Regions from separate parts of the Mus musculus genome. Here region 1 is linked to region 2. The links are chromatin contacts, called in public promoter capture Hi-C maps. All regions are on one chromosome and are shown on one strand. Each heading gives the region's core, a stretch centred on a gene start, on an enhancer-like site or on the middle of the called end of the contact. The rest is flanking DNA. Distances are from core to core; before and after follow the strand shown. Region 1 holds the start of Grip1os2 (glutamate receptor interacting protein 1, opposite strand 2). Region 2 holds the start of 4930477N07Rik (RIKEN cDNA 4930477N07 gene).

What was found. Promoter capture Hi-C pulls out the DNA fragments that hold promoters and counts their contacts.
Region 1: a promoter capture Hi-C map of stem cell-derived epiblast-like cells shows a contact between it and region 2, with 4 times the contacts expected there. The contact joins the promoter of Grip1os2 here to the promoter of 4930477N07Rik in region 2. A contact is called at or near these places in 6 of 39 promoter capture datasets (cranial neural crest, hippocampal neurons, maxillary cranial neural crest and 3 more).

The regions. Positions count from the first base shown.
Region 1 is chr10:119,760,030-119,765,024 of GRCm38.p6, forward strand. It overlaps Grip1os2 (glutamate receptor interacting protein 1, opposite strand 2), which reads right to left and starts at 1,670. Exons shown (of 3, transcript NR_045359.1): 1 at 1,581-1,670; 2 at 87-182. The region is part of intron 1 of Grip1 (glutamate receptor interacting protein 1); the gene reads left to right. It overlaps Gm46207 (a long non-coding RNA gene), which reads left to right. Exons shown (of 2, transcript XR_001779707.2): 1 at 1-1,918; 2 at 2,050-2,363.
Region 2 is chr10:119,316,674-119,322,039 of GRCm38.p6, forward strand. It overlaps 4930477N07Rik (RIKEN cDNA 4930477N07 gene), which reads left to right and starts at 3,561. Exons shown (of 4, transcript NR_126086.1): 1 at 3,561-3,592.

The DNA.
Region 1 (4,995 bases), core at 420-2,919, 440 kb after region 2:
ACTATCTATAAAATTGCATGTAAATGTTTTCAAGGGCATCTAATATCAGAGCAGTACCAACTCTGATGCTCGCAGTACGTGTTTACCTTCTGAATTCTCTTCCTCGGGGCTCTAGTCTCTCACATCTTCTCTGCATCTCTCCCCTCCTATGCTGAGAGACTCTCAGGACCATCTTTGTTCACCTGTGAGGAGAGAACCTGGGGCCTGAAATCAACATCTTCCCTGTAGGGGCAGTGTTTCACTAGAAAGGACGGAGAGCAGGATTGGGGGGGGGGGGGTAGGGGAAGGTTTGTCTTAGTAACGACAGCCTTTGTGTGTGGATCCTGTGATCCATTATCATCCTGATTTGGCCTGTTCTCCCTTGATGCCTTCCTTCCCCTGACACCACCCTTTTGCCTCCCTTTTTTCCTCAAGTTCTCTTCTCATCTCTTCTTTTGCCCCTCCTGCTGCCACTTAAACTTTTTATCTTCCTACCAAGTTTGATCAGATTTTCTCTTTTGTCATAAAAGAGTCTTGGGACGACTCCAGGCAATAAGGAGCGAGACGGAATTTTACATCCGGAGTGGAGGCTTGTTATCCTTCTAGACTCTCCTGTCTTGCTGCCACTGGGCTTCTGGGAACTTTTATTATTGACTCCACTTGTTCTTCAGTGACTTTGTGCCTGTGACAGCCTTTCTCCAAAATACTTTCTCCCCCCTAGATTTTTTTTTCTTTTCCTCCCATGCCTCAGAAAACCCTTCCTCTTCTTTATTTCAACATAATAAGCATTATTTTTACCTTCAGTTTGTGTATCTTAAAACCTGTTTATCCTCGTTCTGTAACCTGAAGTCTGCCAGAGGGAGCCTTTCTGGTCAGTGGATTTATACATTGCTTCAGGAGACACTTGGACACCTCTTTACCCCAGTCTCCGCTCTTGAGAAGTGAAATAACCAAACTGCCCGCCCCATCACGCTGACACTAGTGTCACGTGACTTTGTCCATGGGAAACTAAGATGGCTGTCCGCCGCCGAAGCTCAGTAATTATTATTATTGTAGTTGAAATGATATATACAGTAGCCAGAAACACGTGGACATAAAACAGCTCATTTTTAAGCCTCGATCTTTCTACTGGTAATTCTAATAACAAATCTAATTATGTCTGCTTATTAGTTCTTTTTACCTCGATTGATTGGTATGTGAGTATAGGGCAGGGTGGGGGTTAGTATGAGGTGCCTTCTCCCATCACTTTGGACTTGGTTTTTGAGACAGGGTCTCTCACTGAACCTGGAACTCATGGATTCAACAAGGCTATCTAGCCGGTACATCCCAGAGATCTTCTGCCTCCATCTCCACAGGACTGAGGTTACAAGTGCACTCCACTGTGCTAGAGTCTTATAGGGGTGCCGAGGATGGGGTCTAGATCTACTTGGTTGTTCAGCAGACACTTCAGCAGCCTATATATCTCGCCAGCCCCCAGGTTCTACCGGTTAGAAAGCTTAGGTGCTTATTCCTGCCCATGCGCAGGGAACCCAGCTTCCGGCCTCACGTCACTCGCTCACACTCCGCATGAAGTCCATCCTGCCTATAAAACTCTTCCTTACATCACTCCTCACGCACAAACACTGACATCTGGCTTCTGATTCCGCCACCCTTTAAAGTACAGTTCGGGAAGGTGATTTTAATTTTTAAGCACTAACCATGGGCGCTGTTGTTACCATGGAAACCAAATCTCCTCTCCTGAGACATGGCAGCGGTGATCACCCCCTGACAGTCCGAAGACCTGAATTTCAGACAATCAGAGGCAGAGCAATTTGGGGGCCCCGTTCATTTAGAATTTTCTCTTTTGTGATTTCCGGGAAGCGTAGCGTGGCCCGTCCCAATTTGAGGAAGCAAAGAAAAGCCTGTGAATTGAGAGCCAGCTGCCAACTTTCCGCCCAAGGTAGCAGTCCCAAACACGTTTTTATTATTCTCTGGGAAATAAGGTCATAAAAAAGTAATTGCTGACACAACCTTAATGATAGCATTTTAAGTATGCTGCCTGTAATTAAAATAGGGATTTTATTACGGTAGACCTTCGAGAGCCCAGCCTGTGAGCCATTCACGTCTCCAGATTTACAAAGCAAGCAACTTTGACGCCTGCTGCTTTTGCTGTGTGGGCTGCACACTTCCTTTGTGCCTCTCCTGGTTGCCGCTTATGTACAAAACCACCTCTCTCCTGGCAAAAAGCACTAAGCATCTGTGTTTCCAACGATGCCCCGCAGCGATGGCGCCTCGGCTTTTCCGCAGACTTCCTCGAGAAATGTCACGAAGGAGCCCCTCTTTCTCCTTTGATTTCCCTTCCAGAATAAAACTTTCATGTACTGCACAATGAGGTTAAAATCCTACAAGGCTTTCTGATTAAAGTTTGAAGAGGACTCTCTCATTTCAGGCCATGTCAGATCCATTTCTCCCGTTCTTTCCCTGATGGGTAGACTAGATGCTGAGTGCAGTCGTGGAGGATAAAGACCAGAGATGATGGCTTTGACAGATTACACGATGCCTTCCCTTTCTCTCCTATAAAGAGAACTGTACTGGCAGCCCACATAGAGAGTTGCTGGTCGCCAGTGGGGCCCAACAGCCTCATGCTTTTGCTAGTCGACATCCTTAACATGTTGCCTGAGGCCCCGACAGAGCTGACTGGGCAGCAGACATTTTATCCAAGTCTCTGAGAGAAATAAGAGCAAAGAGAAGACTCTCATCCAGCCATCTTCCCTCTGTCTGAAGAAGCTGTCCTTAGGTGTCTAACCACTGAACGTGCATGCACAACTTTTTGGCTAGAACTTCAGTGATGGCTTATCACTTGAGTGTAATGTCATGTCTATGAAGCATCCATCTCAAAGAAGGGGAAAAGGGATGCTTACATCTGAGTTAACTGTCTTTGCTGCACCTGATGGTATATACTACTATGAGGAGTAGAAATAGGCATATAAATAGGCATACAAAGCAAACATTGACAATAAGTCCTAAAGAATTTTATTTCTTTCATTATTCACTTTACATTCCATCACAAACCCCTCCCTCCTCTCCTCCAAGTCCCATCCTCCTACTCCTTTCCCCCCATTCCCAGCACCCATAGGTCCAGACCATGGATGGTCTTTGATTGGTGGTTCCGGCTCTATGAGCCCCCACTGGCTAGTTGGCTCTGTATGTCTTCTTATGACACCCTTGACCCACCCTGTCTCCATCCCTCAACTCTTTCATAAGACTCCCTGAGCTCTACCTAATGTGTGGCTGTGTGTCTGCATCTGTTTCCATCAGCTGCTGGATGAAGCCTCTCAGATGACAGTTATGCTAATGGAGCAGACATTGAGGGAATGGTCAACCAATGACTGGCCCACTCTGAGACCCACCCCATGGAAGAGAGCCCACCCCTGACACTATTAATGACACTCTGCTATACTTGCAGACAGGAGCCAAGCATAACTATCTCCTGAGAACAATTTTATTTTAAAACAGTTCTTTTGCACAAGCATAATTTTACCATTTATAAAAGACAAAGATTTAGCTATTAATAATGGAGATGTCCTTGTTTATTTTGACATAGGGTGTTAAAACTTAGCTAAATATTATTTCATGGAACTAGCATTGTAAATACTTGGTCGGTTGCTATTTTTGATTTTTATAAGTAACCATGTTGAGGTTATCACTGTACACATATGTGTAACAAAATGGCAGAAGTATATTTAGGGTCATTTTTTTTTGAGATGATTAGAGATCCTGTTTTAATCCCAAGCCAGAATTCACATAATGATTTTCATGAGGCTCGAGTCAGCAACTCAAACTTCAATTTCAAAAATCAGGCATTCTAATACAATACAATCCGAACATAATAATCTGATACATCCGTGGGAAGGAATGAGGGTAGAAACATATCAAAACTCTTCAAATTAGGTTTCTATAAAAGCAGAAAGCTTTCTATGTGCATTAGAAACACAACAACTCTTTTTTTTCCCTTTCCATTTTTTATTAGGTATTTAGCTCATTTACATTTCCAATGCTATACCAAAAGTCCCCCATACCCACCCACCCCCACTCCCCTACCCTCCCACTCCCCCTTTTTGGCCCTGGCGTTCCCCTATTCTGGGGCATATAAAGTTTGCGTGTCCAATGGGCCTCTCTTTCCAGTGATGGCCGACTAGGCCATCTTTTGCTATATATGCAGCTAGAGTCAAGAGCTCCGGGGTACTGGTTAGTTCATAATGTTGATCCACCTATAGGGTTGCAGATCCCTTTAGCAACTTGGGTACTTTCTCTAGCTCCTCCATTGGGAGCCCTGTGATCCATCCATTAGCTGACTGTGAGCATCCACTTCTGTGTTTGCTAGGCCCCGGCATAGTCTCACAAGAGATAGCTACATCTGCGTCCTTTCGATAAAATCTTGCTAGGGTATGCAATGGTGTCAGCGTTTGTATACTGATTATGGGGTGGATCCCTGGATATGGCAGTCTCTACATGGTCCATCCTTTCATCTCAGCTCCAAACTTTGTCTCTGTAACTCCTTCCATAGGTGTTTTGTTCCCAATTCTAAGGAGGGGCATAGTGTCCACACTTCAGTCTTCATTCTTCTTGAGTTTCATGTGTTTAGCAAATTGTACCTTATATCTTGGGTATCCTAGGTTTGGGGCTAATATCCACTTATCAGTGAGTACATATTGTGTGAGTTCCTTTGTGAATGTGTTACCTCACTCAGGATGATGCTCTCCAGGTCCATCCATTTGGCTAGGAATTTCATAAATTCATTCATTTTAATAGCTGAGTAGTACTCCATTGTGTAGATGTACCACATTTTCTGTATCCATTCCTCTGTTGAGGGGCATTAGGGTTCTTTCCAGCTTCTGGCTATTAAAAATAAGGCTGCTATGAACATAGTGGAGCATGTGTCCTTCTTACCAGTTGGGGCATCTTCTGGATATATGCCCAGGAGAGGTATTGCTGGATCCTCCGGTAGTACTATGTCCAATTTTCTGAGGAACCGCC
Region 2 (5,366 bases), core at 2,311-4,810:
CCTCATCAGCTCCTGCCTTCAGGACCCTATGGTGTCTTGAGTTCCTGTCCTTTCTTCTTTCTACGATGGGCTATGATCTGGTAGTGTAAGCCAAATAGACTCTTTTCTCCCCAGCTTGCTTTTTGGTCATGGTGTTTTGTCACATCTATAGAAACCCTAACTAAGGCAGAAATATACACATAAATAAAAATACACATTTATTAAAGGGCTGGTGTGTTACTTTAGTTAGTTTTTTATTTGAGCCCCAAACCATGCTTACACATGTTAGCCAAGTTCTCTACCACTGAGTTACACCTCCAGCCCTGGCTAAATGTATTTATCCCTGTGGTCAACAAACATCAAAACCCTAAAAATAGAATCATTCTTAGCAGATGAAAAAGATATGGCTTGCTATCTGATTTTTATTCATATTAGTTTTCAAGTGAGAAGGGAATTAAATCACTATCTTAGCTGATATTGAGTAACCCATTCGAAGTCTTAGTGATGTGTTCCAGAAAGATAATACTTAGTAGAAAGGGGAAAGTCATGGAATGAAGTATAAAACCCAAGATCCCCTTCTATGTCCTACCCAAGGTCATGAAATTCATAGCAAATGTTCCTTTAGCTTCCTGAACAAGGCACCTACTATAGTATCCTAGAGAATACGATCATTTCCTGTCCTATGCAATGGACAGAGCTTGGTGGGTCTGGTGAATAATTTGCTATGATTGACATTTTCCTCCCATGAAGGTCCCATATAGAACAGAAGGCTTCATTATATTGGAAGTGGCAGACTAACAAATGAGCTTTAGAGGATGGGGCGGCGTCTCAGGGAATGTATCACTACACATTTCATCAGAGGCATCCATCCTGCCTTATGAGCAAGCAGAAGGACCTGGCTTTAATCCCTAACACGTGTGTAAAAGCCAGCCACAGTTGTACTCTTGCCTTTCCACTACGTGGGAGGCAGAGACAGGGGATCTTTGGGGTTTGCCGACCAACCAGCCTAGCAGGAAGAGCAAGCTCCAGATTCAGTGAGACTTTTTCAACAAACAAACAAACAAACAAACAAACAAATCCAGTGGAGAGTGACTGAGAAAGATACCATGCATCAACCTCTGGCACCCACATACATACAGATGTCCACAAGTATCTACACACACGCACACACGTTCACACAAGCGGAAACACAAATACACTATACATGAAGTGAACTTCAGTTAACACAAGTAAGTGTACATGCCTAGGTGCTTTGTGGACAGTGATTTCCTGATCATATATGATATATACAGTTAGTAAAACAGGACGATCAAAGTGTGGGAGGGAATGTTAGCATTACTTTTGGCAAGCTTAAATGAAAAAGATATCCATGACCACAGCTAAAATTATCACCTCCACATGACCTTGCATTGTAGCAATGAAATCCACTCCGTATCAGTAATGCTTGTTTGGCAACACTAGCTCACAGTAGGTCAGGCTGGTGGTCTGATGGACCCCTGTTGATACTCTCTTAGGGCTAAGGTTTTGTAGCTTACAGAGTATCACGTATTTTAAAAAAATACCTCACCTTATACCAGAAACATTTATCATTTTACCTGCTGGTGTTTTTCTCTCTCTCTCTCTCTCTCTGTGTTTTTCCAGTAAATATTTTAAGGAGACAGATTTCATTCTGGGTTCTACCGTGGTCACCTAAGGAGTCAGGGGTACAGTGAAGAGGGAAAGACGTCAAGAATATTTAATCATCGTTGATTTAAACAAGGGACACATTCAAGAGAATTAACAAAATCAGCATGCTGGTTGCCCTGGGCTGATTTTTCTTGCTGGTAGGACTAAATGAAAATCAGAACCCAAAGCTTTCAGGTCCAATTCACGCTGACAACGTAAAAAGCCTGCCAGGATGAAGGGCTGAGTCACTCCCGATGCCAGCTACAGCTGCGTTTTTCATATTTGTGATACATTTCTTGATTCCAGTGGTAAAAAAATCGCTCCCCGGCTGGAGCTGTGTTCTTAGCTCCCATCCTCCATCTCTCTTCCGCTCCCCCACTTCATTCCTAGGAATTGATTGCAAGGCAGTTAACGCACATTCATGTCACAGGAGGTTCAGAAATGTCCCAATTTAGCCTGATGTCAATGTCCTGAGGTAAAATATTCTGAAGAGGACTCAATCAATGAGCAGCAATTCTGCCTCGTGAAAGCCGTCAAGCACAAGGGAGCCGAGAGAAAAACGCTTAAAACGATTATGACAAAATAGATTTGGGAAAATCTATAACATGAAAGTATAGGTTTAGTGGCTGGGGGAGAGTTGATTTAACCACTGTGCATGGGGTGGGAGCTGCTGGAGTTTACAAACCAAAAGTTCAGTGTGTCCCAAGGGGATGCTGCCGCAAATGTCAGACGAAGTGCTAGCGCCATGGTGGCCAGGACTAGGGGTGGTGAAGGATTTTCTGTTCTACTTCACAGCATTTATATACTATAGTTCAGATAGCAGATATTCACAAAATAAATGTTTCTGGCTAGTGTTCTTGGTCAGTTGGATGACAGATTTAATTTTTTATTTTATTTTTAAATTATTTTTGTTTTGTTTTGTTTTTCGAGACAGGGTTTCTCTGCGTAGCCCTGGCTGTCCTGGAACTCACTCTGTAGACCAGGCTGGCCTCGAACTCAGAAATCCGCCTGCCTCTGCCTCCCAAGTGCTGGGATCAAAGGCGTGCGCCACCACGCCGGGCAGATTTAATTTTTATAAAGTGTGCTATCCCTCAACATCTCTCCCGGGAATTTGTAGTATTAAGTATTCAAGGAGATAATGACCAATTAACTTAAGAAGAGCTCTGGTAACAGAAGAGCAAGCTTGTGGCAATTGAAACACAGATCGCACATGAGCAATTGCTAGATGATCAAATGCCTTCAGGTAAAATGGAGACTCTGGGGAAGTCAACGGAATATCTTACAGAGACTTCCTGACATATCCAGAGCTCATGGATGCACTATGTGGTATGTGTTAGTTAACTGTCGCGGAGTCAAATGGGAACACACAAGGATCACAAGTACCAAGGGTACTGAGCAGAAAGCCTTCCACTTTTTTCGTGTGTGGGAAACCCTGAGTCTGAGTCTATCTTCTTAGGCAGTTGGTTACATCAAATGTTTGCCCACACTGCCCGGCTTCTGTTCAAAGATGCCGAGTTTTAAGGAATATTTCTAGACCTGGAGAGTTGTTTGTTTGTTTGTTTGTTTGTTTTTTTCTTGAGAGAAAATTTTACTTTAGTTATTTTTAATTTCTTCTTAGTTCCTAAAAAATTGTTCCGCTTGTAGCATTTTCAGAGAAATATGTTTTTCATGTTTCTTTCCACCTGCTCTTCTCCATCCCTCCCACGGTGTGATCTCTCACGCAGATAGCCTCCTGCCCACTTCCGCTCACCTGTGACCCATTGTCTCCTGCTGCTGCTCAACAATTCTTCTTCCTTCCTCAGGAACTGTAGGGGAATTTCCCCTAGTTATTTGATTGGCTGATGAAGAGGACAGGAAGCCAATCACCAGGCGAAGATATGGAGGCGGGGTCTTCTGGGCAGAACAGGAAGGGAAGGGGAGAAGAGAAGGGTCAGACAAGATGGAGGAGGTAAGAAGATGGATGATAAAGATGAACCAGAATCGCGTGACCTAAAGGAACTGCAAGTAGCTAGTACACATGGTAGGGGGGAGGATATATAGCACAGAATGGCCATATTGGGCATCACTGGGAGGGGAGTCCCTTGGTCCTGTGGTGGCTCGATGAACCAGGGTAGGGGAACACTAGGATACTGAGGCAGAAGTGGGTGGGTGAATGGGGGAGCACCCTCCCAGAGGCAGGGGGAGGGGCAGGGGATGGGGGTTTGTAGAGGGGAAACTGGGAAGGGAGATAACAATTGAAATGTAAATAAATAAAATAACCAATAAAAATGAAAGAAAAAAAAAACCTCAGTGTGTAAGGGCAGGGCCTGTGAGATTCCCTCACTCCATGTTAGTATGTCTGTAGACATTGTTTGGTCTTGTTTATGCAGGAATTTCCAGGAGACATGGTCACACAACAGACTTCCAGGTCCTCTTCCTCTTACGCTGCTTCTGTCTGCTCTCCCTTGATGTTCCCTGAGCCTTCAGTGTAGAAGTTGTGTTGTATATGTATCTGTTTGGGCCAGGCACCCATGATCTCTTAGTTGTACCCAGTTGTGGGGTTCTCTAATAGTTTCCATAGCTGTGAACAGAGGCCTCTCCAAGGAGAGGCGAGAGCTACACTTACCTGTTCAGTGTTAAGGATCCGCTTAGGAATTGCGCTGCTCCAGTAAAGGGACATTAGTGGGTTCTCTAAGGTCAGGACCTCACTAACTTGGGGCAGTTGTCTGGGTTTCCAGTACCAGGAATGAGGTCCTTTCTGTTGAGAGGGCCTTACGTCTAATCGGATGGCTGTTGGTTTCTATCCTACCTACATGATAGGAGTTTCACAATTTTACCTTTAGCAGTATCTTGCAGTTTATCCAATAGGGTGGTCAGCCCTGAAATCATATATATACAAACAACAAAAAGGGACTCAAGGGGTTGTATTTATATATTTGCATCTATTTGTCTATCCATCTATCTCTCTATCATCTGTCTGTCTCTCTCTTTCATCATTTATCTACCTATGTGATATAATCAGATAAAAAGTTATCTATCATCTGTCTGCCTGTCTGTCTCTATCACTTACCTACCTATATGATAGTTACAATCAGATAAAAGGTCGCCATCAATTAGAGAGAGAGAAAGAACATGGAAAAGGCTGAAGGGAGGAGACATGGGAGGGATTGGAAGCAAGGGAAGTAGAGAAATTATGGAATTATATTTTAATTTAAAAATAAACATTTTTATTTACTTTTGGTTTTTGGAGACAGGGTTTCTCTGTGTAGCCCTGGCTGCCCTGAAACTTACTTTGTAGACCAGGCTGGCCTCGAACTCAGAAATCCACCTGCCTCTGCCTCCCAAGTGCTAGGACTAAAGGCGTGCGCCACCACACCTGGCAAAAATAAATATTTTTAAAAGACAAAAAAACTTACTTACAACATTTTTAAAGTAGGGATTGAGCCTTCAAGTCACAACTTACATGAGGTGAGGAGGTGTTTTAGCCATGGCGTTCTGGAGGAATAAAACCAACAGAATGAATGAATATACATTAGCAAAAAAGATTTACTAAATGGGTTCACGTGATATTGGCTGTCTGTCTGACGAGGCTGTGGACATGGTAGCTGCCAGGTCCAGGAGGCTGGCTGCCTCAGCATCTCCAACCTGTTCCTGAAGGCCTGGACAATCTATGCAGTCTACATCGAAAGGCCAGAAAAGCTGGGTTCTAATGGTGTTGGAGCAGCAGCAGCCACAAAACAATA